Linked DNA regions of Mus musculus: regions 1, 2, 4, 5 and 6 are each linked to region 3. A link is a contact called in public Hi-C, HiChIP or PLAC-seq and promoter capture Hi-C data. All regions are on one chromosome and are shown on one strand. The core of a region is the stretch at or near the end of the contact, and the rest is flanking DNA. Distances in the headings are between cores, read along the strand shown. Region 1 has its middle 270 kb from the start of Lsamp. Region 2 overlaps Lsamp (limbic system-associated membrane protein). Region 3 holds the start of Lsamp (limbic system-associated membrane protein). Region 4 overlaps Lsamp (limbic system-associated membrane protein). Region 5 overlaps Lsamp (limbic system-associated membrane protein). Region 6 overlaps Lsamp (limbic system-associated membrane protein).

Region 1 (4,494 bases), core at 578-3,077, 270 kb before region 3:
CGAGAGACTAGATTTTGAGAAGAAGATAAAATAGAAACATTGACACGACAATTGCATAACACAATATTTGCTTCATCTCTCTTGTGGAGGAGTTCTCAACACTGTAAAAATACAACTAATAACAAAGAAGTGCCACCAAAGTGCATTCACAGGACTATAGGGAGAAAAGCTGGGGAAAGGAGCATGGGCTTGGTCACAGCTGTCCAGACCAAAGCAGATGCATCTTCTCAGAAATGAATGAGTGATGAATGAGGCATGAACGGTAATCGAGCCTGTGCTTACTGGGCAATTGTACTGGCTAGTTTTGTGTCAACTTGACACAGCTGGGGTTATCACAGAGAAAGGAGCTTCAGTTGAGGAAATGCCTCCATGAGATCCAACTCTAAGGCATTTTCTCAATTAGTGATCAAGGGGGAAAGGCCCCTTGTGGGTGGGACCATCTCTGGGCTGGTAGTCTTGAGTTCTATAAGAGAGCAGGCTGAGCAAGCCAGGTGAGGCAAGCCAGTAAAGAACATCCCTCCATGTCCTCTGCATCAGCTCCTGCTTCCTGACCTGCTTGAGTTCCAGTCCTGACTTCCTTGGTGATGAACAGCAGTATGGAAGTGTAAGCCGGATAAACCCTTTCCTCCCCAACTTGCTTCTTGGTCATGATGTTTGTGCAGGAATAGAAACCCTGACTAAGACAGCAATCATTAGAAATAGGAGTGCCAAAGCATAGGGACAGAGGAAGAGGAGCACTTGCTGTTCTCCAGATGTCCTGCAGGGGTGGAAAAGTTCAACCAACAATGTCTTCATAGTCAGTGTTTAGCCTATCTTGCAATCCAGTGCTTGGTTACAAAACATGCTGTACACATACTTATTAATTTGGGGAGGATGCTTTAATTAAGATATTCAAGTTTTCCTGCTTTAAATATTGAACGTCTCACATTTCTAGCTGAATGTCAATGGTGACCTGTTCACTAAAGAAGGTCAGAGACAAAGACAAAATTGATCATTTATTCACTACCTAGAGAATTTCTATTGTGCCAGAAATAATTATGTGTCATTCACAGATATTTTGTATGTTCATTTCGACGAGTCTAGAAAATCTTCTCGTTCCATCTAAAATCAAGAATCCAAAAATTCTGAGAAGTTAACTTTAAAGTAGTACACATTGGAAAATCATTCTTTTACTTCAGTAACTGGAGAAGTATGTTGTAAATGTGAGTCGGGGCGACATGAAAATATAGCCTGAACTTTTATTTTACCTGATGCAAAAGCTCCTTCACATCAGCAGTAGGCACATAAAAAATAGATGATAGATGTCACAGCTCTTATTTTTTAATGTATACAGATGTTGTGCCTGGATGTATGTTTATGTATCATGTGCACGCTGTAACTTGCAGGGGACAAGAGAGGATGTCAGATTCCCTGGGACTGGAATTACAGATAGTTGTGAACTTCCATTTAAATCCTAGGAGTCAAACCTGGGACCTCAGAAAGAACAGCAAAAACTGTAAACTGCTGAGCCAAAGCCCCTGTCATTCTTAGCAGATCCCTGCAAGTGTGTGAATAGCAGGATGTGAATGGCTGTGTGTGCTTGGTTGTTTATGTGGGTTTTGCCTATGACACAGCGTCAGCTTGACTGTATGCATATGTGTGTGACACGCTGAATGTGTGACTGTATATTAATCAGATATTATCCCTTGCACTTATTTCATTAGCCATAGTCAAACATTAGTCACAAGGCATTGGCAACCCAAATTGGGTTAGAACTCACACCTGCTGCAAGAAAACATTCGACCAGTAGAGGGAGCCTCCATCTCATGATTGAAGATGCCTTTGAAGGGAGGTTTGAAAATCTGAGAAGTGTGGTGCATAGAGAAATAACTGCTCTTGTGTTGCTTTCTCTGCTTACATGCAAGGAGGGATGCATGGAATTAGTTGCCCGTCACTTAAATTATAGGTATTACAATCCTGTGGAGTATTAGATATCACCTTTGATCCACTGCATTACTGTCCCGTGGAGTATTAGATATTTCCTCTGATTCACTGTATTACAGCCCTGTGGAGCATCTGATTCTCTGTTATTTTCAAAGGCCAGGCACGGCCATTGTTGTCCTGGATATTATTGGAGTGTTTTATTCCACAGACAGTGCTGCCGCACCTCCCGGCCCCACTAATACAGTAACAAATGGAACCCGCTAACCATCACTCGGGTTCCTCCTCCCCTTTTCTTATATCATCAGACTTCTGAAGATGGGGTGGGGGCAGGGAGATCAGAGTAGGGGATGAAAGGAACTAGCCCGCATGCGTGCTTCCATAGTTACATCTTCATTCTGCAAAAATTTGACATATCAAAGAAATATCTGAAGGTCGCATCGAAGCAATTTTTAATTTTTAGGTAACATCAAACAAGTTCTCTGATAATTAGATAGGGACGTGTGCTCACTACTCTCGACAGCATATTTTTAGTTTCTCTTTATCTATAGGTTCATTTTTATTGGTTCTCCATTCAAGTGATATATTTATTGTATTCTAAAGAATTTCATAGAATGTATCTCTCTCACATTCACCCCCAATTCCTTCAAGATCAGTCCTTGTGTCTTTACCTATCCAACTTCCTATCATTATTTCACCCCAATGGAGTACTGTGCTGCCCAAATACTCTTGGGTATGAATGACCCCCTGGAGCATGAGCAACCCATCAGGGTTCACACCTTAAGAAAATCTGATCTTCCCTTTCCCATAGCTGTCATCTCATTGTAGTCAATTAGGAGTAGGACTTTATGCTTACCTCTTCTCTTTATTATGGAAGTTGGTCTGCACTGTGCTTATGTAAGCCTTTTACCTAGCCCTTGCAGTCTTTCTGTTCTTCTGCCAAGGTGGTGCCTAAGCCCTGGAAGAAGCATGAACTAGTGACACCCTTTATTATGCTGACCTCCATGTTGACCAGAGATGTATTTCTGTGCTACTCAGTATCTACTGTAAAATAGACTGTTTAGACACTTGTTTGTTTTCCAAGGAAAGAAATAAAGGGTGTGGATTCAATGGGAGGGGGGATATAGGAGGGATTTAGGAGAAGTAGATAAAGGGAAAACCATAATCAGAATATATTGGATAAGAAAAAAAGGCTATTTTCAATAAAAGAAAATTGGAAAAATGAATCTACATGGATGATGGTGAGGAGATGCAATAACCTATGTCCCGATAGTGATGTCACTAGGAGTGAGATTAATACTATGCCTATAATGTTCTCTCTTGGACCTATAGCCCATCTAGGCACAGGTTCTTGGCCCTGATAATGGTGCAAGGTATAACTTCTCTCTTTTGTAGCAAACTTTAAATCCAATTAGAAAATATTTGCCATAATCTTACATAAGCTATTTCTGTGTTATAATATCCCATTTCCTCTTGTTTTATATTTTTCTCTCCATTCTTTACCCTCCATTTTCTTCTCTTCCATTTCTATTTCTTTCTGGTCTAAGGCATCTATTATTTCTTGTCTTCTTTTTCTCACTGGTTCATATTCTCTCAGAGCATCCTTTATCTTCACACACTAAGAAACCTCTTTAACTTTCGGATAAAAGATGATGGGCTTCTTGGGGTATCAGGGCACTTCCTGAGCTCCATATTTTGAAGCAATTCAGGTAAGATGTGTTGAAACCTCATACTTTAACTCCTGCTTCTAACGCAGGTGACCTGTGAGAATAAGAAATCCAGAGCCTTTGGCTCAGGTCAACAAAAATGTTGGCTGGTGCAGTTCTTGTTTCTGTTGTTACAAAATAGAAAGCAAACACATTGATATGTCATGTGCTGGTGAGCCAGGCACATTAAAACCACTAAAATGACAAGAAAATGAAGGCAGCTGTGATATTCACTAGAAGAAAATGCTGGTGGAGCATAAAAAGATAATATAATGCTGGTAACTCTGACTAGTTGTGTTAGAGGCATTTATCACTCAACATACACCCAATATATTACCATTTAATGGGAGTAAGATGTTAACCCCATGGAAATTGTCATGGGAGTAAAATCATCAGTGCATAGAGAGAAGAACTAACATCCAAAATAAGCGTGGCAGTGTACAACTGTGTAGAAAGAGCATTGGCTCTGAAACCGGTTCTGACTCGTGCCAGAGCACTTCTAGATACCGGACCTCTGACAGAGTGCAATGGAAAATGAAAAGTTCTCACATCCAGAATATGCTTCCCTCCTGCTGGACAGTCCCTTAGGGAGGTGGGACAACTTCTAAACTTTGATTTATGCACTCAGAAGATGAGCACAGGCAGTTTCTATTTTAAAATCAACAAGATTGACTCTGATGATCTGAATGGGATGTGATACCATTAGGGGGGGTGCTTTCTCTCCTCTTTATTCTTTCTAATAGTCATCAAGACCTTCTATTCTCCCCCCTAGGATTCAATATTAACTCTCTAACTTCATCTAGAAGTTCATCCCAGTCCTGATTTTGATAGGAGCACTTCAAAAATCTCACTTTTGTCCCAACCACAG
Region 2 (4,873 bases), core at 1,406-3,905, 460 kb after region 3:
CTGGCCCAAAGAAGGTACATATTGGTCTGTGGTCCAAAGCAATTCCAAGATTGCATCGATCACTATGAATGATCCCCCTTTCATCTAATAGTAAGATATGATTGGTGTCTGACATTGGTTTTATGCTCTTGCTCAATTTTTTCCTCTGAGTTCTTTTTAGTCTTCCTTCTGGAGAATAAGGCTTCTCACTCACCTCTCATTCCTTCATTGTATCTGAGGTGGGAACATGGAAATATCCTCCTCTTAGACACTACCCTTCTGTGTTTCATTGTTTTCTCATGTTATGATGTCCAGAGTTTTAAATGTGCGAACGTGCGCGCGCGCACACACACACACACACACACACACACAGAGAGAGAGAGAGAGAGAGAGAGAGAGAGAGAGAGAGAGAGAGAGAGAAAGAGAGAGAGAGATCAAGGGACTAAAGAGATGGGTCAGGTGAGCAGGAAGTTTCTGATTTTTCCAGAAGACCCAAGTTTGGTTCCCAGAACCTATATTTGGGAAGCTCATAACTGCCTGTAATTCTAAGTCCAAGGATTTGAATGCCCTTTCTGGCCTCTACTGGACACCTTCACACATCTGACATATACTCACATAGACAGTGTGTGTGTGTGTGTGTGTGTGTGTGTGTGTGTGTGTGTGTTAACAATAATAATTAATGAGAAGATTAGGAATTTGAGGGAAGCATGGGAGGAGCTAGAAGAAAGATAGGTAATATGTCAAATTTAGTATCCATGTACAAAAATCCTCAAAAGCATTAAAAAATTTTATAAAATTTCTCAACTAGATAAAACTAAAAGTTTATATTTTCCTCTCAAACATTCTTGGTTTTAGGGTCAGGCGACAAAATTGGGAGATGTGTTTCCCTCAGCTTCCCAGTAGACTGATACATTGGCTTGCAATCAGTGACGGGTACCATTTACTCTGCTCAATGTTCCTCTGGGGAATTGTTTTCAAGCTTGTTTTACATCCTTTGCTTCTTAAACCCGACATCGCCTTTCCAACTAGCTTAATTCTTGCTATGCGTGCCCCTACCAATAACACGATCTTCCCTCTGAGCTCTTTAATTAATGAACAGGTTTTATTGATTCTTTGTCACCCTTAGTCTTTTAAAAACCCAATTTCTTACCACTTGAAATCAAGAAGCAGCTGACTTTTATACCGTTCAAAGCACCAAATTTCTAAATAGCTACACACCTTTCTGTAGCTCACCAATGTGACTACTAAACCAGTACCATCTTGGACAGTGCTATTACATCAACATTCTGTTCCTGCTGCTGATTTTTTCTTTCGTGGGATACTCATCAGAAGCTGTCAGGTGAAACCCTAAATTTCACTACACATTTCATAGTTTCGGGATCTCTGTAACCAATCATTCCTCCTAGTGACCAGGATCATTTGTGACTGAAAACTCTCTGGCCGGTGTAACTTTGTCATAGAGTTTATTCCCTCAGTGCTGCTTAGAGAATAAAGTGCGCTCTAAGCCCAGTCTACATTAGCCTGTTCTCAATGCTTCCCATGTGTGCTCAAAGCTCACACCATGTTTTCTTTGGGTGTACTCTTCTGTCTCTGTCTTCTTTCATGCTGCTCATGTTACTGAGATTGCCTCCTTCCCCTAAGTCTGAGCAGAAGCCTCACACATTCACTCTACACACATCAACGCATGCATCACTTTCTAAATCATGCCACCATGCATCCTGCCCCCTCCACCATGACTTAGGGGAACTACACTAAAAAATGGCTTTCCATTACCATAGCTGCCATATCCAGTCCCCATAGTTTACTAAAGTCTTAGCAGAAATCATATAATCTTAGCAGGAAGCATTTAGTCATCTATTCCATGTGTAAGTGAACACACGAGCACTTGGACAAGGCTCTGTTTTCCTTTCAGCTGTGCCCACATGTCTCCCTAATCTTGTATCTCATGAGGATCCTTAATAAATGCTTAGCTGTTGTAAGATGCACAAAAGTAAAGGATCTTTCATATTGTACCTATTCTTCATGGTCTCATTTAAACAAGTATCAGGCTTATAACTTTATCCTGGGTTTGACACCAAAGTTACAAGAATAAAGGAAGGAAGAAAGGAAGGAAGGAAGGAAAGAAGGGAGGGAGGGAGGGAGGAAGGAAGGAAGGAAGGAAGGAAGGAAGGAAGGAAGGAAGGAAGGAAGGAAGGAAAGAAGGAAAGAAGGAAAGAAGGAAAGACAAAAAGAAATCTCCACTTATAATTCTCCAAATAAATTCACATTCAATATGCCAAAAGCTTAACAATTATTTCTCATTCATACCCCCTTCTAATTATGGATTTTCTTTGTTATTAAAAGGCAGACACCCTCTTTCCAGCAAGCCAGAATTGTCCCTCTCCATCTGAGACTCTTCCCACTTGCTGCCTCTACCCCAACTGTCTCTAAGCTTTTGCTGTAAATATCCCTTGGACTGTATGACTTCCCCTCAAGGCTTTCTATCTCTTCTGCCTTGTCTAGCTTCTTGCAAGAGTCTCCAAGCTGAGCTTCCTACCTACCTCCTGTCTGACATTCCTCCAGTCTGTTGCTACTCTGCTGTCAAGTGATTGTTCTATAACACAGCCTTGCCATATGTCACTTCCATTTCAACACCATCCGTAGCTTCCCACTGCCTGCACTTAACATCATGGCCTTATGCAGACATGCAGCAGGTTCTGCCTTTGCCTGTGCACACATCCAGAATTACACATCATTGCCTATCCAGTACTTATCTCTGAAAACCCCAATTTGAAGAACCATTCACAAGTTAATAATTGGCTGGCCTTGCCATATTCTGCCTTTCCATGGGTTTGTCTTTCTCCCTGTGTATTTTGCTGCGGATGTACAGTATTAATTTTTCTTCATGGAAAACATTCTTTCTGGGCAATGCTCAGTGTACTAGTTATTGACTGCACTTGCCTTATTACTGAAGAAAAGGGAACCCCCAATCAGAATGCACTTCATATATTAGTCATCCATTGCTTCATTGATGCTGCTAAATGCCACATGGATGTTGAGATTTTTCTGTAGTGAGCCACTACATTTTCCTTTTGGTGTCTGGGAAAAAAAAAGCAGCCTTTAATTTGTGCTTTTTTTTTTTAAATGGCATTTTTAAATTGGCAGAGGCATCAAGGAAGGAGTAGAATATAGAAATGTTGAATTTCCATGGCATCACTTTTATAGAAAATTCCAGCTGACCTCTTTAGCAAGCTATTCAGACTTTTGCCTTAGGAATGGGCTTTTTCTTTCTTTTTATTTTTTTAAGTTTCTGTGGACAATGATTGGTTAAGAGATAATGGTGTGCCCATGGGGGCAGGGGGAGGAGGAAGAAAGAGGGAGGGGAGAGACAAAGTGGGGATGCTAAAGCCAGCATAGTCAGTGGCAAGCAGAAAAACAGAAAGTGAGTAAGCAGTTAAAAGTTAAACAAACAAACAAAACAACAACAAAACCCGACCCTGGCTCTGACTATGAGGGAGAGAAAGAGGGGACAAGGAGAAATAAATAATCTCTGTCACATGAGATGCCATGTCAAGCCAATGTGGGCTAATAACAGAAATCCAGATGACAAAGAGCTCAGCATCTAGACCAGTGAGACCTTATCAAAGAGCTCTTGGACTGGAGTCATGCCATCTGTATTTTCTGTATTTACTTCCTAACTTCCTGTCGGTAAATATTTCATTCTTTATATTTTGTCTTTCCTTCCTTCAAGAATAAAATATTGAGTCATTGATTCTCCGCGTTATCTTTCTTTTCTTATGAAAAATTGTTTTCCCACAGCAGAAGTGATTACAGTATGTCCTCGATGGACCTGTAACTCATACTTTCTCATTGCCAAAGCCTCCATCATCAACACTGGTGCATACCTAGCCACACAGAAATTGAGATTTTATATATATATGCTCAAATCTTCTTGTGACTTCATGCTTAGAAAGAATAAGATAATTTACGTAGGTAAACATTGGAAAAGGAACTAGGGGAGAAACATTTGCTAAAATTTGAATGTGCAGATATGGTTTTGTTTGTTTGTTGTTTGTTTGTTTGTTTGTGGCATTGGTTAGAGTCTCTTAGAGATCAGTATTTGGAGAGTGGAGCCTGTCATGGTAAAGGAAGAGATCATGGGACAATATTGAGTAAAATACTATAATTGTTAATATTGTCAAGCCCATACAATCTAGAATCATCTTAGAGACAAGCCTCCAATTACTAAGGAATTACTAAGATTAGGTTAATCTCTTCAGGTGCCTGTGCTTGTGCCTGTGAGGGATTATCATGATTAGTTAGTTCTGGTAGAAAGATCTACCATACTGGGCAACACTGTTCCCTGGGATTGGGTCCTGGACCTTATGAAAAATGGGAAAGTCTAACTGTGGATGCAATGTGACCAGCTGCTCCAAACTCCTGCCACCCTGATACCTTCACTACAACACACGACACCCTCCACCCTCCAGCTAAATCCTTCATTCCTAAAAACTGCTTCTTTCAGCATCTTATATCACAGCAACAGAAAATGTAAATAAGGCCAGTGCAACACAACTCAGGTGACCTTTCTACTTCTAGATGACTAGCCAATCAGAATTCAGATCATGTAGATACTATTCAATCAGTATTCATTACATATGTCTAGCAACCTGCAGGTGTTAGAGAATAGATGGAAGACAGCAATGAGATATGTAATAAGATCACAAAATAACAGATAGAAGGAAATTCCACAAAAAGTTGAAGGGTTAATAGACTTGCAAAATGTATTTTCGGGCATTATAATATTTACACACTTTTATAAGATCACATGGTCAATGATGGTCAAAAAAAAAAACAAATAAGTGAATTTATAATAGTACCTACTGCCAAATTTATTATAAGAGGCCCAACTTTG
Region 3 (4,207 bases), core at 1,540-4,039:
AAATGTGATTGGTTAACTACAAATGCTACATTTCTGATGCTACTTCTGTGAATTACTTTGTGCATGGGGTTGCAAGCATCATGTTTGCTCTAAACAACTCCTAGGATGTCACTCATGCTAAGTAGCAAGAATTTGTTGGTACAGAAATTAGGTAAAAGTCATGTGTTGACCTCTGTCACAAAAAATTACTAGTATTGTAATTTTAATAAATAAATAAATAAATAAATAAATAATTCTGTTCCTTTCTCACACAAGATCCTGTCCACTGAGGCATTGCATTGATCTTTATGGGTCTAGTCCTTCTTGCCGTGGCATCTAGGAATACACTGTGTCCCCAGTGGACAATATCACTTTCCTGGCATGGTCAATAGAATTAAGACATTTTGTAAGGTCTATGTCCACCATCTCTTTATTTTTTTTTCTTTCTGATAGTAGAGGAACACCTTACAACAAAAGAACATATTCTATATCTAAGTCATTGTGCAAGCAAATCATCCATGTCTAACAGCAACAAGATCCTTGGCAAGGATGGTCAAGCCTGTTGGCAATGTATGGGAAGACGTTGCCAATCTTGACACCACCCCCTTTAGCATGCTAAACTCATTTGCTCCATTCACACTGCCTATTACAGCACTTATGACTCAACTAACCACTTTATCTAGCCATCTCTTCACTGATAAAATGAGCTCAAAATTTCAACAGCCGTGTCCCGAGCCAGCCATGGCTCATTCCTGCTTTCTAAGACTGCTCATCACCACTGACAAAGCCCATCTTGATTTAGGTGAAATGAACTCACAGTGAAAATAAAAGTCATTGACTTTATAAACCTTGACTTGGGACAATTCAGATTCCAATACTTTAAAGTATTTTCTCCCATAATCTGTAGGAAGTCATCTACCTCTAAACTAATAAAATACTGTCCAAAAATCCTTTAAATATTCTGGGGGACAAGGCAAATACCATCTGTGAGTGACTCCTTAGGGCTTGAGTTCTGTTGGGGTTTCACAGCTTATTCCTCTTGCTATGATTTTTTTGGTTGCACGTGTCTGTAGCTAACCATGTGGCCTGGTTGGCTTCCTCAGCTTCACTCAATCTTAGCTATGCTGGGGAAGAGAGAGTCTTAACTGAGAAAACGGTTCCATAAATGTGTCCTGTAGGCAAGTCTATGGGGCATTTTCTGTTTTAATTATTGGGGGCGGGAGGTTCCATACTACTGGCAGGAGAAACACCTGGGCAAGATGGTCCTGGGTTGTTTAAGAAAACAGGCTGATCAAGCCACAAGGGGCTTTTATTCCTGCCTCCAGATTCTTGCCTTGAGTTCCTGTCTGGCTTCTTTGATGGTAGACTGTGATGTAGAAGGGTAAGCCAGCAAAGCTGTCCGTCCTCACCATGCTGTGTTTGGCCAGGATGTTTTATCACATTTACTAAGATACAAGGTACAGCTGCCCTTGTCAAATTTCCTTGCTATCACAGAGGAAACAGGTGAAATTCCAAAGCTCTGCTGGTACCAAGAAGTCAAAAGGAAACCAAGGGTAATTGCTTATTCTTGGGGTCTGAGGGTGATTTGCTTGCTCAAACCTGGAAACTACATATCTGTTCCTACCCCCTGCCTCTTTCACATACAACCTCGAACCTGGAAGGATTTGCTGTCTCTTGATTGGGGAAATGAGTCTTGCAATGTCAGTTGTGTAAAGCTGACTATAATTTGTTTTGTAGACTTTATAACACTGTCTCTTGTACTCTGTGAGTGTTGAGAGAGGGAGGATATTCGGGAGAGAAGAGATGTCTTCAGCTGATCCCGTCTCCAGCCTCAGGGCTGAGGGAGCTGCCTGGCATTGAAACTCTCCCTTGAGTGACTATGGTGGGTTTACTCCTTACAGACAGCACTGGCTAGGTTGGGTAGCTGTGTAGGAGTGACAAGTGCTAATTCCTTACACCTGTTTGGCATCTGCATTCAGTATAGTGCTATCTATAGACTTAGATCTCCTTGTAAATGACAAATGTTCAGATCTACTTCCTTGTATCGCTGGGTTTCTTGAGAAGCCAGTGGCATTAGAAACCTGGCGAGCTAGCTGCAATGGACCATGTGAATGATAATCCCGAATCCCATCCCTCAGGTGTCTGCCTGTGGGTTTCCTGGAGAGTGAGGTTGATATGGGGATCAAGGTTCAGCTGCTTTGGCTGGCACTTGGGAAAGACAAGACAAGCATTCACACCCCGAGCCACTCAATGCCAGCATTGTCTCCAATCCATCTTTCATAAGGGGCTTGGAGGGGGTGGCGGGGGAGGAGGATGAAGAGGGGAGAGAAAATAAACCTTTTAAATACTTCAGGAGAGGAGAAAGGGTGAATACCATGCGAGTGTGGAAAGCCATTTGCCAGGACTTTGAAACCAACCTTGGCTTTCAGTTTGAGACTCAGCCTGGCTAGTTTCTTCATCCTTTCTCATTTTTCTGGTCCATTCTGCAGTATGCCTTCCTATCCATGTGTATGTAACTCCATTTGTCAAGGTTTGCATTTCTTTCTTGCCATGCCTTCCCTCTCCTTTCCTGGACCCTTTCTCCTGTCCTTTTACAGCTTAAGTCCACCTCCCCTTCCCTGTCTTAACAGTACCTCTGAGCCCCATCCCCTCTTCTTAAGGAAATCAGCCAGGCCTCAGATGGAGCTGTTGTCCTGACAACCCAAAGGCGCATCAGGCTTTCATTGAGGCTGGCTGCTGGTGAAGAGGGCAGTTGTGCAAAGCAAGGGGCCACGCTGAGGGGTGGGAGGAGGGGATGACGTGGTGGGGCTGTTGAAAACCAGCAGGGTAGGGGGGAGGTGCTGAGTAGAGAGAGAACAGGGACTGGAGGGAGAAACAAGAAAGAGGAGGGGGAGAGAGCTCCTGGGTTGCTGCCGCTACTGCTGCTGCTGCTGCAAGAGGCTGTTTCTTTACTCTCCCTGGCAGGCTCTCCTGCTGCCTGGGAAAGTGGGTTACAGAGGGAAGCAGCTCAGCCCAGACGCTGGCAGAGAAGCAGCCAGCTACAGAGAGTCTAAGGAAGCACCCCTGCCATTGACAGTCGCCTCCTCATCATTAAAGCATTTTATATTTGCACTCTTCCTTCGGAAAATTTGTTCCTCCACTTTCTCCCCGACTCCTGCTTGGATTTGATGAGGGCTTTGTTAAATCCCAGAGGGAAAAGAGACTAAGCGAGGGAAAGAGCAAGGCAAAGTGGAAGGGAGTGCGCGCTGGACCCGCCCGAGCAGCCTTGGCAGTGGCTGCGAGCCCCGCGCGCTAGAGCCCCTCTCCGTGGCCAGCAGCGCGCACACGCGAGTCCACCGCGGACCAACTCGCCGAGGCCACCATGGTCGGGAGAGTTCAGCCCGATCGGAAACAGTTGCCGCTGGTCCTACTGAGACTGCTCTGCCTTCTTCCCACAGGACTGCCCGTTCGCAGCGTGGATTTTAACCGAGGCACGGACAACATCACCGTGAGACAGGGGGACACGGCCATCCTCAGGTAGGGCTTGCGAGCAACTTTTCTGGTGTGTGTGTGTGTGTGTGTGTGTGTGTGTGTGTGTGTGTGTGTGTGTAATAGTGAACTCCAGCTGCCCTGGGTTAGTGGGCGTGTGTGTGTGTGTGTGTGTGTGTGTGTGTCCCTTGTATCGACTTGAAGATTTAGCCAGGAACAAAATTTAAGGGAGTCTGGTCCCTGTCAAGAGCCAAGGGTGCTTTTGGAATGTTGTTCCGTTCTTTGAATGTTGTTTTCTCTAGTCAAGAAAGCCGAACTTTATCTATGGCATTAGTGGCATTGGGCTGTATTCATGCTGTGGTAATTGCTCACGCTTGGCACTTAGACTTTTGTTGAGATTCTTCTATTCAGACACAAGAGTTGTTGAGTTATGGCTTTCAAAACGTGGTACGCAAGGCTGCATTCTCTTGTTCGTGTGTGTGTGTGTGTGTGTGTGTGTGTGTGTGTGTGTGTGTGTGTTGCTCAGCAAGGCTCAGTCTGCCCTAGCAGTAGTTCTGATAGAAGACTTTCTGTAAAGATCTCTGAATTGACATCATAGGCAATAAATCAATCTTACAACTTTGGATGATTACTGAGGCTTTTTGGGAATGTGGACAGAAATCAACACGAGAATGAGAGAACGGAAGGAAAGGATCCAGCCTAATGGCAGGCCGTTAAGAATAGAAAACTTAAACAGAGGAGGAGAAGGCATTAACCTGAT
Region 4 (4,476 bases), core at 1,383-3,882, 340 kb after region 3:
ACTTAAATATAGTCCTTTTAAAAGTAAAGTTCAGAAGCATATAAATTTAAATGCCACTATAATTCCAATAAAATTAGGTATGACTGCAAATATGGGTTTAAACAGGAATCACCAGAGATGAACCTTATAAGAACTATGACAGAATTTGTCTATACTTCTCTCAACTTTTTAATGCAGAGCAAATGTTATTTTATAATTATAAAGCAAAAGGTGGCAATATTCCTATATAGTGGGTGGAAGAAAGGCTTGGCTTAGGTGAATCAAGAGAGCTTGATTTCTGAATGTGAGCACGCCTATTTTTCTATTTTATAAACATTCTGGATCTACATGAAAGATCTTTGCATTTCATATCAGCTTTCAAAAAACCCCAATTCTTTCTAATATTTGTTCTGAAATATTCTCTCTTGCCTCTCTCTCTTTCTTTCTCTCTCTCCCCTCTCTCTCTTCCTTTCTCTCTCTCTCTCCCCTCTCTCCCTCCCCTTCTCCTTCCCTCCCTCCAATCCCTCCCCTTCCCAGTCTATAGATTAATTTGTCTCTGTAGTATTTTTTCTTTGTTTTGTATTCTTCTCTCCTGCTTTCTTTACTTATTGTATAGTTATGAGAGTAGCTCAACAGAAAATTGAAAACTCATTTAAACTATTAGGAGGGATATTTTGTTTTATTGTGATTTTTTTCAACTCCATTGCACTCTTCTCCAAAGTGACCATCCTAGCTGACAAGGTTGTGTGACACAATAGCAAAATCTCAGGCATACTTGTGATGCAGCACTGTGCCTTTCCTCTACGTGCCTGAATATATCAGGGAAAAAAATTTGGATTCTAGAACTCCAGAAGTTTGAACTCACTGGTACTTAAGAGAATAAGAGAATTCCCTCCAAGAACCACAGAAAGTTTAAAGACCTGTCCGTAAATATCGAGACTCCCTTAATATTTGACAGTTAAAAGTCATTTCAACTATAGGTACCCAGGGATCTGTGAGAACTTTCCCTGGGGAGATAGATCATCAATTCCCCTAATTGCTCTCTTTCTATACAAAACTTTCCTTCCTTCTTTGATTAATTACTACAAGTTCTCCCTAAAGGCTTCTCTCAGACCCTGTCCTTCTCATTACAAATGCCCTAGTCAGTTTCTTTCTTAACCAAAACCTTTGGGTTAAGGTTGAATTGTAGATCGTAAAGGCCATCTATTAAAGCATACAGATTGTGACATTGCATTGTTAAACCAACAGCTTCTTCAGATAGAGTCATTCTGATTCCTAGGTATCTTTCTAGTTTTCTTATTATAGTAATGAGGAAGTCCATTGTCCTTCTATACATCCCTCTCTGCTCTAATGGTAGTGAGCATGAACTGGCTAGGTACACTGACACTGTATACAGCTACTTACCCTGTGTGCAGACTGTGTAGCTCAACTGAAATCTGATCTTTCATCATAGCCACCATCATATATATATATATATATATATATATGTGTGTGTGTGTGTGTGTGTGTGTGTGTGTGTGTGTGTGTGTGTGTCTATCAGGTTAGGCACAGCTGCATGTTATGACAGAAGGAGTAGCTGGTTCTGATCAGCTGTGTCTCTTCCCTAAGATGCACACATCTAAGAGAAATTCCCATGCTGAACTTGACTGCTCTATTCAAAAGTGCACATTTGTTTGTTTTGTTGCTTTGTTTTGTTTGTTTAAAAAATACTGATTACTTGCCATAATTTTTCAGTATTGTAGGTTAGGATGTAACTTGCTTCCATATTCAGTTAAGTCTTATCCCTGAAAGAAGGCAGTCCTCATGAAGAGCCCATGGCTTACATCTAGGTAAATCCCACTGAGCAATCATCACTGGCATCTTGGAGGAGGCTCTGTCTTGTGCTATCTGAACACTTGTGTGCATTTCTGTAACTCTGCTTCTGAAAACTCAGTCTGGGGAGCTGAGGCACAGCTTGCGTAGGCAACTAGAGTCCCCCTGATTTCGTGCCAATGTCCATTAGAGCGACGGCTGTAACCCTTTTGGAAACACTTTTAAAACAGTTAACCAGCGTAGCTCTTTTCTTAGGAAACTCTTATCAGGAGGGTAGTGAATAGGAAACGGATGTCATTAGCTGAATTAATTGGTAAATTAGCAGGATTAATTAAACAGAAAAGAAACAGCGTTCAAATGTATGTTATATAATGAACTAAATGTTTTCTTGACCTGTGATCAAAATTTAGTGTTAACAGAAAGAAGGAAGAAACAACCAGAAAAAGAGTGGTAAAAAAATTATAAAAAGCTGCCATGTTACAGAGGGTTTAAGGATGTTGAATAGGAATATTTTGAAATTAGTATTTATTAGGTGATTCTAAACAAACTTTTGAAACATTATAAATGCATTGATGAAAATGAAGAATTAATTTTTGAGTGTCAGGGAAAATCCAGAAACCCATACATATTAAGAAGTACCTGCTACGAGGCATCTGTCAGTAGAAATAAAACTTATTATCGATCAAAGAAAAGTAGTTAGCTACCTGTGCTCCCACTTCTAAATGACAGTGCCTGCATGGCTGCAGAGCAGCTCGGAGCCAGCATTCTATAGTTGACTACAAAACTGTTTCTATTGACAGTGACAGTGCCTGGCAGTGCACATACAGACTGCACAGGGGCTGGGGTGGGGAGTGTCTTTGTAACAGTTAGTCCTTCGCATCACACAGCACTGTGGCTGGAACCTTCTCAAAGGGGTGGCTGGCGATATTTTGTTCTTCTATCCTGGACTGCATATAATCAGTTGTGGTCCAACTCCCCACCCATTGCCCACTGCCATGTCAGAGGTTTAAAAAAAAAAAAAAACCACTTCTCACAAGCCCTCCAAAATGCTTCCATCATACCAGCTGACTCACATGCCAGTCAAACTCACAAAAGGTTTTTCTTACAGAGCTGGCTCTTCTGTGCTACCATGTGCTGCGGTGGCCAAACACATTTCCGCCCTGCTCAGAAGGTTGGCTTCGGCTCTGAGCATACCTGGCACACCCCTGGCAGCAGTTCAATGGGAAGGCTGTGATCCTGCCATAGCTGGATTTAGATTTTGGGAAAATTGCTAGAGAAAAAGGATGCTGGATGCACTAGGGATGGCACAAATATATATATATTTCTTCCCTTTTCATCTTACCTTGACTGAGAATAGTATTATTGTAAGAACTTTTAAAGAAATTTTGGTACAGACATAGTAGCTCTACAGACTTCAGAATAATGCAATAGAGTTAATTCCACACCCCCACACCCCCATTTTAGTGAAATGTCACCGATGGGTGATTTGCGAGAGGGTCACACTAGAATAAGCACTATTTTCTACACAATATCTTTGTCCTGATCAGTTCCTTTGTGTTATTTAAAAATTGGTGTTTAAGGGGAAAAAAATAATATGATAGAAGAAGTTAGTATCTAATGAAAAGTTGTTAATCTCCTCTAAGCATCTTGGCATAATATTAGATTTTCTCTGCATGGACAAAGACTGTGAGCGGCTGAGAAAAACATAAAATGAATGTCTGTAATGCTTTTGTTATTGGCTTGCTGGAGGTTGATATTTTTTTTTCTTTCTTCTTTTTTTTTTTTTTAAGCATCGCCTTAAGCAGATTTTCATCTAACAACATTAGCCTTGCAGTAACATCCTTTCCTATACAATAGAGACAGTTCTGCACTATTTGTTGCTTGGGGCTACCAACCTGAGCTGTTTTGCATTGAATATGTATCTTTTGATCTTGCTTTATGTCCCTCTGACCATTTTTGTTGCTAAGAGCTGATAATTAGGAGAAATCAGTAAGTGAAAACAGCTAAGAGATTTTGAAACTTTGAGACTAGACTCTGTGACCAGCGATTTGACTGGGGGTGGGTGTTGATGGTTCTGTATAACTCAAGGAAAAAAAATCACCTGGGACTCCTGAGGAGAAATCATGGTTAATGAATAAATATATCCTCTAACCGACTGTGCCCTGGTTCTAGCTTCCTAGAGCAAATTTCTCAAGTTTGATGTTCTTACCCTCAATAAGCTTCCAAGGTTTGAATTACACAGAGGTAGATCCATGGGAAATAATAGTTTTGAAATTACCTTGATTCTTAGACACTATTCTATTGAATGTTTGCAGGGTTTTCAACTCTGTATACATGGATATGAGCATGTGTTTGTGTGTGTGTGTGTGTGTGTGTGTGTGTGTGTGTGTGAGAGAGAGAGAGAGACAGAGAGAGAGAGAGACAGAGAGAGAGAGAGAGAGAGAGAGAGAGAGAGAGAGAAAGGGGGTATGGATAGACACTATTATATTGAATACCTGCAGGGTTTTCAACTCTGTATACATCGATATGAGTGTGTGTGTGTGTGTGTGTGTGTGTGTGTGTGTGTGTGTGTGTGTTTAAGATAAAGGGGGTATGGACATGCCTGCTCTATGGGGCACTTGTAGAGGTCAGGGGACAACTTGGAATGGATGTGCATCTCTACTTCATCTGTGCATAGGTTCTGTG
Region 5 (4,701 bases), core at 1,223-3,722, 370 kb after region 3:
TGTAAATTAGAGCAGCCATTATGGAGAACAGTATGGAGGTCCTTCAAAATGCTAAAAATAGAACTGCCATATGATACAGCAATTTCCCTTCTGGGTATATATGCAAAAAAAAATGAGGTCAGCATGACAAAGAAAGAAGACCATGTCCGTGTTTATTACGGCACAACTCACAACTGGAATGTGGAATGAGCCTAGATGTTGATCAGTTGGTGAGCACTTAATGGAATCATAGCCTTTATGAGAAATGAAATATTACATAAAGAAGAATGAGAGTGTTCACATAAAGCAAACTACACACTACTAGACAATATGATCTTAGATAAAATAAGACAGACAAGGAAAAACAGGATTCATTGGCATTTTAGACATGTAAAGGGGCATTACATCCATGGGTCACTTAAGCTTATTGTCTCAAACCAAGTCCTTCAGTATACTAAAGGGACATTTATCTCTTTTAAAAGATATTGCTGGCTATTGTGGGAAGGATCATCAATTCTCTTCAGGGATGCAGACTCCAAGATGCTACGCATGCCAGTAGGTCAGCTGAAGAGACAGCTCAGTGAATAGAGTGCTTCATGCATAAGCATGAATACCTGAGTGTGGCTCCCTAATATCCCTAACAGGTAACAGCTGCACACAGTTATTAGCATCTGTGACCTCCAACCCTGGAGTGGGAGGGGCAGAGACACACAGATTCCAAGGGCTTGCTCACCAACCAGTAACGTTAAAGCTTTGAGTTCCAGGTTCAGTGATAGACTCTACTTCAAAAAATAAGATGGAGAAAGGTTAAAGAAAATACCAGGCTTGGCGGTAGATAAACATACCTTTAATACCAGCCCTCAGAAAACAGAGGCAAGAAAGATCTCTGTGAGTTCAAGGTCAGGTAGTTCTACAGAGCAAGTACCAAGACAGCCAGGGCTACAGAGAGAAACCCTGCTTCAAAAAACAAATGAAGGAACAAACAAACAAAGGAGGAGAAGACTAGCTGACTTCTGTCCCGCACATGAACACACAGGCAAATACATCTGCACACACAGATACACAAACACACAGACACACACATGCTTGCATGCCCACGCTTAAGCACACATGGGAAATCACAGTCAGTAAGAAATTGAAGAATCAGAAAATACTTGGTAATGCATGAATATTGATACTCTGTGAGATATTATCTATGCTCACAAACCAGGCAGATCCCCAGCTATGCCTTAGAGATGGTTGTGGCAAAGCTCAGTCTTTATGCATAGTAATTCTTCTAAGCCTCTGCCATTGCATGCATGGAACACATGTCTGTAATTATCCATACACATTCACTCTGTTTTGAAACAGTAGTATTATCAACTCATTTCAAGAATGTAATGAGCACCATCAAGCTAATATTCACTGAGTACTTTTAAATTTCTAAAGACAATTTGAGTGGTCTCTGCTAGAGTTCTACATTAAATCTGATAGAAAACTTATTATTTTCTATCACATAGCCAGTAAGAAGAGCTATAGTGGGCAGACCTAGGAGTGAGCAAAAAAAAAAAAAAAAAAAAAAAAAAAAAGAACACACAGCAGATTGTGTCAAGGAAGAGGAAAGGATGCGGAGGGGGGAAGGGGAGGTAGAACTTCACTGAGTGCTGATTGGTTGCTGAGCTGATAACGATTTATGGCTCATTTTAAATTACTCTTCTGGATGGAATGGTTTATGGAGGGGGGAAATGGGACTGTTCTTTAATATCCCGAAGCATCTGAAAACCTATGCAACTTCCATTGATTTGCTCTCTGCTGGATAACACTGCTATTTAAAATCAGTGACATATTTACTTCTCTCAGAATGCCTTGATGCCTGTAAACCATTCCTTTGTTGACTGTTGAGAAGCAAAAATCGTATTCATTCTCCTGATAAACTAGAGTTAGAGTAGACATCGGGGTACCCTATCTTTCTCCTCTTCCCCATTCCATTTCTGTTTCATACCCACGCATGATAACTTAAGGATCGATGGACTTCAACAGTCTTTAAAAAATAAATTAACAAACTACTGCATTGTGCACATTGCTTGTCTCCCATATCTCAGCAGAATCTTTCCCAACAGCTCTTTAGTGAAGACAGACAAAACATTAGCCTGGTGCTTTTGTTTTATTTGGAAGTGGTGTAATTTCTTTCAAATAATGGAAAGATACAGAATTTTATATCTAGATATGATCAATAACTCCCTATATCAGATACTTGGATCAAATTTTACAGCACTTTATTTCATTGCCTTAGAGAAAGTTCTTTCCCTGAGCTAAAAGGAAGACTATGCCTGTTCAAGAATGCTGCCCTGCCAAATGGCCCATGATTGATGGGGCAGCAATAACTAGGGGGTATTTGCCAATTCACCAGTGCCAAGTCCTTGGAGTGATTTTGCTGCCTGTGACAGCTGGTGTTCCCGATTGGAAGGCTGTTTCTGTATACATCTCTGATTTGCATATTTATATACCTCGGCTGCCGTATGAGGGCTACATTCACAGCAGTGTGTATAAGCTTGCTGCTTGGGTGCCTCTGGGCATGGGATGGTAGAACTGATTTGGGTAAAATGAAAATTGTAGATTTTTTTTCCCAAGGTTTGCAAGTTAGCCAGTAATGCCACATTTTGTCTCCATTTTCATCAACTTCCTTAATGTTTTTGAAATGTCTGTAGGCATGGCCTAGCATTTGAGGCAGAAACATTGTATTCTCTCTGGGAGGGTACAGGAGCCTGCATTTTGGCATCACAAAATGATAGAGAGACATTAAAGAGAGAGGGTTTGTCAATGTGAAAGCCTAGAAATGAGAAGTCTTTGGTTGGCACGTTGAAGGGAACCACTGATATTTGAGCAAAAGAAGTCAGAACCACTCTACTAAACCAGATATATAATCTTCTCAGCCACAGTAATCCATTGTAAAGAGCAGTACCGCAAATATCCTGGGACAGGTAAGATTCCAAAATTTTTGAAAGAACAATTGTGGGGTGATTATTGAACAGGAAAATAAAGAGGCTTGATTTTAAAAGTGTGTCTTGAAGGGTTAGAAAATTGATAAACAGTGAATATGTTGAGATGAAATAGTCTCAGGAAAACAGAGAGAGGCAGGTGGTTAGGAGGAGCTGTATTCGGCAGGTGTGTCACATAAGGACTTTTGAGGTCATTGAGAATCTAGGAAACCATTTCTTGTGAGACTAAAAATAACAAAGTGACTTAAAAGTGTTAGCTCTTTGAAAATGATGGGTGGGATGATAGGTGAAAAGGATATTGTGGAGTGGGCTGCTTACTTTTCAAAGCTTTATTTATTTTATGTGTATGAGTATTTGATTGCATGTATGTATGAGCATTCAGTCCATACTCCGTGCCTACTGACTTCAGAAAAAGGCATCAGACCTGCTGTAACTGGAGCTATGAATGGTTATGGAACATCATGTGTGTCATAGACACCTGACCAGGTCCTCTGAAAGAGCAAAATATGCTCTTAATAAGCTGAATTGTTCCTCTACTTCCCCAAAGCAGAAAGTTTTCAGAAGCAATTTTATGAAAGAATGCTATCATTAAAAGGCTAATCAGACCAGAATTTGAACGAGTGAATAGCGGCAGCTTTTCAGCAGGCTAAACTTATCTGTCTGAAGAATGGTGAAGAGTTTTAAAGAGGACTTCCCCCCCCTCCCCCCGTGGCACTTCCAATATGGTCTGACAGTCCCATTATGGAGAATCTTACTATAAACTGTATGTAGAGATGTGTTCCTTGGAAGGTAGTCAGACAGGTTCCTTAAGAATGGAATTAGAGCCATCATAAAGGAAATTCAAAAAGTTCCTCCATCCACCACATAACAACACAGTGAAAAATTCCTGTTGTGTGCCAGGAAAGCTGTTCTCAACAGATACCAAACGTGCCAGAACCGTGGTTTTAGACATGCCAGCCCATGGACCTGGAAGACAGACATGAGTTTCTGTTCTTTATAAACTACAGTCTACCCTATTAATTTAAACTGAGCAGACTAAGACATTCTTATGTGTACCAGACATTGAATATGTTCATTATGTTAAAGCTTTGCATAAAACCTTTAGGATGAATATTATCATCTGTTTGATAGAGGAAACAATGGAGACAGAGACTAAATAGCTCACCCACTTTTTACAAAAGTGATTTAGGCCAGCTCACGATAGCAATTCAATGAAAAACTTCATTCCATAATCTTTTGTTTACTTGGTTGATAGCATCCTACTTCCCCGGATAGAGAGGATTATAAATAAAGAGTAGCAAGCAGTTCCCTGGGGTATATTTAATTTGAGTTGTCAGGGAAATAGCCATCTGGATATGCTGTTTTGACAAAATATTTTCCAGGTTTGTGTTTTGAATACCTGTGAGACATGTGGTGTTAGATACTATGGTCTCTATGGAATAATTTAAAAACTTTAGAAATGGATGGATAGATGGCTTGATTATTACAAATCTAGTGTGTACTGGATGTGTGTAATGGCCATGGCTAGACTGCATTTATCCAGCCAGAACCCAATGGATGAGTGTACAGTTTCAATGACCTACACAGTACAGTTCATTACAAACTTTTATCTAGACACTTACAGCAAATAAAAGCCATTGTTACTGAGTTGTATGAAAAATTAGTGACATGCCTTTGAATATTATTCTCCAGAATTTATAGCCATCACAAATGATATATCATGCCCCAGTATAGGGGAAGGCCA
Region 6 (4,254 bases), core at 1,234-3,733, 480 kb after region 3:
TGTTGTTGTTGTTGGTGTTGGTGGTGGTGTTGGTGGTGGTGGTGGGGTGGTGGTGGTGGTGGTGTTTTCATGATTTCTTAAAGGAAGCTTCAAGCTCACCTTTACAAAAGCTGAAAAAAATGAGAATGGGTCGTGGCCTCCAATCTGGAGGAGGATAGCCAACTGGCTGTGATCTGCCCGTTATTTTCGGCTGCCTCTCCTCACTTTAGAAGGCTGAAAAACACATCTGCATAGAAATGATAATATGAAACGGTCTTATGAGAAAGCCCTGTTGCTTAATGGCCTATATCTTGCTTTTCTCTACCCTGCTCACCTCTCAGCATCCTGGCCTCCTGGAAAATAGTATTTGCCTCTTGGTGATGCTCCCTCCCTTGTCTTGTTAAGCTGCTGCCGCAAAGGAGAGCCAGGGATGGATGGCAGACAGGTTTAATGTGGCTTGCACGGAGCAGTCCAGTTTTGCCGGTAGGAGGGCCACAGCTGGGGAGATATTACCCAGCTCTGGTAATTGACATCAGCTGATCAAAGTCACTGACCTGACAGCTAACGGAGGACCTTTCTTTGATCGCTGCTTCATTTGGGGTGCAATTGATTAAAAACAGAAAAAGCTGTCTGTTCATGTCCTTTGTGTTTGCTTTTCCTTCACCTTTGGTTCCAGAATGCTCAGGATAGTATTTTGGCAGGTAATAGTTTATATCATAGAAAGCTGATTGATAAGCTTCTAATTATTTTTTCCCTGGGGGAGGGGGTGCAGAATATAAGAGTCTGCAGGATCAGCTCAATGGCAATACCAGCAACATGCTGGAGATGCCATTACATCCCCTCCAAGAGGAGGGGAACAGGGACAGCACTCAGGAATTGCTTCCTGCAATATGTCAGCTGAGAAAATAAAAGCACCGATTTTGGGGGCCTGCCTGAGAGATCTCAGCAAACGCCAAAGCATTGCTTGTAGAGGGAGAAGTGTGACTCCAATCTCCAGGCAATGCCAGGTTCTGGCTCCAGTGGGTAGGCAATGGCATCCTTTGGCTCCAGTGGGTAAATAAAAGCTGTTATGCTAACTTGTGAATTCTCCAGGGTTTACTAGCACTGTGGTAGCGTAGTACCACAGTCTGGGCTGCTTAAAGAAGAGGAAATTTAGGTAGGTGATGGTGGTAGTCATGGTGATGGCACAGGCCTTTAATCCCAGAACTCTGGAAGCATAGGCAAGGGTGTCTCTGAGTTCAAGGTCAGCCTGGTCTACAGAGTGAGATCCAGGAGAACCAGGGCTACACAGAGAAACTCAAAATACTTAGGGGAGATGGGCGTTAAAGAACATCTCACCTGATTTGGATGCTAATTTTTCTTGGGTCCTTTCCCACCTGCTTGCAAATGGCTTTCTTTTCCAGGCATCTTTACTTGTGTTTCCTTCTGTAGACCTCAGAGTCCACATTCCCGCATGGGAGGGTAGCAGTTACCTTGGAGGAGGGTCTCCTCTGACTTCCATCTTTACTTCATTAGTCTTGAAATAGCATATTCCAAAATACAGGGATTCAGTGTATCTCATAATAAAATTATGTCTGGGCCATTTTTCAGCCAGTCAGCGTGACCCATACCCTGAAAGACCACCTGACCTGCCTCCCCACTCCTTTGCCACCAGAACATTGTGTGATCTCTCTTCTTCTATAGAGGTTTTACCATTGGAATCCTAATACAATTTTTATGATAGATATAATAATAGTACCCAGTACTTGTACTGACAGCTTTAAAGCAATATTTCCATTCAGTGAGTGCCTACAGTCTAGCAGTGTGAACGAACAGCACTGCCTTGCATTAGTCAGTTAGGCCTCATCACAAGTCTGTGAGGTAGACACAATTCTAGATGTATAAACTCAGGCCCATCAGGCATTTTGTCCCTGGGTGAGTGAGATGCTCTGTTTTGTGCATAGCTAACATTCATGTTCTGAACGTCATCATTTTGTTGTATCAATCAGCCATCATCAATTTACAAACCTCCCTATTTTCCAAACATATCTTCATATAAAGTCCATTATAACATCAAATATACAACATTAAAAAGGGACTCTGAGCATCATCACCTATCGGTTGGAAAGCCCTATCCTTACATCATACCTAAAGTCTTTGTACTGCCAGCCCCTGGGCCCTGAGTACATTGACCACTGTCTCGTGTGGTCTGATTTTCTTTTCCTCATTATGAGCCCTATATGCTGTCTTCCTTACAAGAAAGAATCTAAGAGTAAAACTCACATTTTCCCCTCCACAGAGCATTGTGTGAAGCCCTTGGACTTGATTCTTAGTGGCATCTAGTGATAGCAATGAAAGAAATAACTAGGGCATATTAAATGTGTACCATATTCTACATTACCATTAAGGAGCCACAGAGAGTCTAGATCAGGAGCCAATTTCTGAGCCCTTGTTCCGACCACAGGTGTTGTGTGTGAGGGAAGTGGAACTGGCCAGTCATTAGGCACCCCTCCAGGTACTCTGCAGGGTGTTGTGCGTGGGCCTTATTTATTCCTCTCCACAGACTATGGGGAGGCCTGCACCCTTGGCCTCACTTCCACCAGCTTCCCCTGACAAGAAGAATGTCCAGAAATTGATCTCACTCAAGGGGAAAAGCTGTATCATTTAGAGACAAAAATAAGAAAATGCGTTTAACGCTTCAGTTGCTGAACCCTGTGCAGAAAAACAGCCTTCGCAGTCACCCGTCTGCAGAAGCGAGTCTGCCGCAGAATATTATCTTCCCATCCTCTCTGCCATATGTTCAAGCAATCTGTGTTCCCCAGCCTCTATTAATACACCAAGTCAGAGGCAGTGGGGTTCAGTGGGCTAAGCAACAGCCTGGAAAATTGAGGGGTGTGAGTTCTAATTCCATCCCACCCCTTGGCTTGCTGGCTGACCTTCAAGGAAGTCATAGCATCCCCAGCTTGCCCTCCATCTCCTCTTCATGTTTCCCCCAAGGTTTACAATGTCTGAGCAAAGGGAGAAGAACCATGGACAGTAACAGATTCAGGGTGAAATTGCACAAATGCCTCTGAAACTTTTAAATGTGTGCCATTGCGGGGGGGGGGGGGGGACACTGTCCTAAGTTGCCATTAAGAAATGACCCCTGAAAGTAGTCATTGGCAACATAGCTATAAGGTTGAACCTGTATTTAAGTTTGTTAAGATTAACATCACACCATGCTACTTACAAATAATTGTTACCCTCATTGATCTTCATTATATCAGTTTTATATTATTATAAAATTACCAGGCAAAGAACTTGGCAACCCAAGAACATATGTAGCTGTCCTCAAATTCTCCATAAATTTAAATTTACTTAAAAAATTGAATATTAATAAATAATAAATAAAATATAAGCTTAAATATGTGCATGTCTATAAAATAAAAATACATTCACTTCAAAACTATAATAGGACCAGATTGGTTATTGCTACATTTTCTGACAATTTGGTCCTATCCTCTCCCATTCAGGGATCAGAACACCTTCCCTCTTCTGTTACTCCATTCCTAAGAAAGCTAAAGTGATGGGCAAAACACAGGTAACATAAAGTTAGTAGACAATGATGTAACATAAGAAAATGATGTAGGTACAAATGGAGACTGTATTATTTTTGAAAGCTATTTTGCAAAAATAATCATCATATCTGTTTTTGCTGTCATTTTAAAGATTTCTTTTTGTTTTTGTTTTTTTTTTCTGTTTTTACAGACAATAGGGTTTTTTTTTTCATGCAATATATTCTAATTTTGCCTCCCCTTACTTCAACTCCTCCAAAATCCTTCCCTTTGTCTGCCTCTTGTTAGAAAACAACCCGGTTTTTAGAGAATAATAAAATAAAATACAACAAAACCAAACAAACAAAGATAGGACAAATATCTTACAGAAAAAAAAATCACAGAATAGTCTTCCTTTCTACAAACCAAATTTCAAAGATAGCACAAGGACTTTAAGATAACTGGCTGTTGAGATTGTATTTAAAGTGGAACTTCCAAGAACAAGAAGGCTTTGAAGATGGGGGATGGAGGCAAAGGTAAATGGTTTTCTACAAGTTTGAGGCCAGCCTAATATACATGGCAAGTTCCAGACTAGTCAAGTCAGAACTACATAGGAGACCCTATTTCAAAGCAAACAAAAATGGTGGGCTTTATGTCTAGAAAGCCCTGAGAAGCAGCACAATAGTAGGATGGCTGCTCTCTCAAGGAGGCTGTAGGGAAATTAGAGTTGAAAGGATGAAGATCCTCAACCCAAGAACACAGT

What was found. Promoter capture Hi-C pulls out the DNA fragments that hold promoters and counts their contacts. Hi-C and Micro-C count contacts between places; a contact is called where the count stands out from the background. HiChIP or PLAC-seq counts read pairs in DNA pulled down with a chosen protein or histone mark.
Region 1: a Hi-C map of cortical neurons shows a contact between it and region 3, with 2.6 times the contacts expected there. The contact joins the enhancer-like site here to the promoter of Lsamp in region 3. A contact is called at or near these places in 22 of 484 Hi-C or Micro-C datasets (the AML12 cell line, Sertoli cells, cerebellum and 13 more), 6 of 115 datasets of contacts at active chromatin or transcription factors (astrocytes, embryonic forebrain, embryonic hindbrain and 3 more) and 1 of 9 other capture datasets (adipose tissue).
Region 2: a contact with region 3 is called in a promoter capture Hi-C map of hippocampal neurons, with 5 times the contacts expected there. The contact joins the enhancer-like site here to the promoter of Lsamp in region 3. A contact is called at or near these places in 1 of 39 promoter capture datasets (hippocampal neurons), 4 of 484 Hi-C or Micro-C datasets (cerebral cortex, cortical neurons and forebrain) and 4 of 115 datasets of contacts at active chromatin or transcription factors (astrocytes, embryonic forebrain, forebrain and 1 more).
Region 4: a contact with region 3 is called in a Hi-C map of cerebellum, with 1.8 times the contacts expected there. The contact joins the enhancer-like site here to the promoter of Lsamp in region 3. A contact is called at or near these places in 2 of 484 Hi-C or Micro-C datasets (cerebellum and cortical neurons) and 4 of 115 datasets of contacts at active chromatin or transcription factors (embryonic basal ganglia, embryonic forebrain, forebrain and 1 more).
Region 5: an H3K4me3 HiChIP or PLAC-seq map of embryonic basal ganglia shows a contact between it and region 3, with 3 times the contacts expected there. The contact joins the enhancer-like site here to the promoter of Lsamp in region 3. A contact is called at or near these places in 6 of 115 datasets of contacts at active chromatin or transcription factors (astrocytes, embryonic basal ganglia, embryonic forebrain and 3 more).
Region 6: a contact with region 3 is called in a promoter capture Hi-C map of hippocampal neurons, with 4 times the contacts expected there. The contact joins the enhancer-like site here to the promoter of Lsamp in region 3. A contact is called at or near these places in 1 of 39 promoter capture datasets (hippocampal neurons), 6 of 484 Hi-C or Micro-C datasets (cerebellar granule neurons, cerebellum, cerebral cortex and 1 more) and 5 of 115 datasets of contacts at active chromatin or transcription factors (SST interneurons, astrocytes, embryonic forebrain and 2 more).

Annotation. Positions count from the first base shown.
Region 1 is chr16:41,256,719-41,261,212 of GRCm38.p6, forward strand. It overlaps a transcript of Lsamp not described here. Among named protein-coding and RNA genes, the nearest start is that of Lsamp, 270 kb to the right of the region's middle. Within about 2 kb of position 1,828, at least 6 of the 459 cell types and tissues checked have an H3K27ac peak or open chromatin away from gene starts, as enhancers often do.
Region 2 is chr16:41,994,611-41,999,483 of GRCm38.p6, forward strand. The region is part of intron 3 of Lsamp (limbic system-associated membrane protein); the gene reads left to right. Gm52229 (splicing regulatory glutamine/lysine-rich protein 1-like) reads left to right here. Exons shown (of 1, transcript XM_030249356.1): 1 at 1-4,873. Among named protein-coding and RNA genes, the nearest start is that of Gm52229, 33 kb to the left of the region's middle. Within about 2 kb of position 2,656, at least 11 of the 459 cell types and tissues checked have an H3K27ac peak or open chromatin away from gene starts, as enhancers often do. A contact at or near this core is called in cortical neurons and hippocampal neurons, where this site is marked.
Region 3 is chr16:41,530,037-41,534,243 of GRCm38.p6, forward strand. It overlaps Lsamp (limbic system-associated membrane protein), which reads left to right and starts at 2,790. Exons shown (of 7, transcript NM_001347236.1): 1 at 2,790-3,495. The coding sequence starts at 3,341.
Region 4 is chr16:41,869,434-41,873,909 of GRCm38.p6, forward strand. All of the region lies in intron 1 of Lsamp (limbic system-associated membrane protein), which reads left to right. Among named protein-coding and RNA genes, the nearest start is that of Gm46551, 21 kb to the left of the region's middle. Within about 2 kb of position 2,633, at least 6 of the 459 cell types and tissues checked have an H3K27ac peak or open chromatin away from gene starts, as enhancers often do. A contact at or near this core is called in cerebellum, where this site is marked.
Region 5 is chr16:41,901,444-41,906,144 of GRCm38.p6, forward strand. All of the region lies in intron 2 of Lsamp (limbic system-associated membrane protein), which reads left to right. Among named protein-coding and RNA genes, the nearest start is that of Gm46551, 53 kb to the left of the region's middle. Within about 2 kb of position 2,473, at least 17 of the 459 cell types and tissues checked have an H3K27ac peak or open chromatin away from gene starts, as enhancers often do. A contact at or near this core is called in embryonic basal ganglia and forebrain, where this site is marked.
Region 6 is chr16:42,014,673-42,018,926 of GRCm38.p6, forward strand. The region is part of intron 3 of Lsamp (limbic system-associated membrane protein); the gene reads left to right. It overlaps Gm52229 (splicing regulatory glutamine/lysine-rich protein 1-like), which reads left to right. Exons shown (of 1, transcript XM_030249356.1): 1 at 1-4,254. Among named protein-coding and RNA genes, the nearest start is that of Gm52229, 52 kb to the left of the region's middle. Within about 2 kb of position 2,484, at least 12 of the 459 cell types and tissues checked have an H3K27ac peak or open chromatin away from gene starts, as enhancers often do. A contact at or near this core is called in cerebellar granule neurons, cerebellum, cerebral cortex and 1 more, where this site is marked.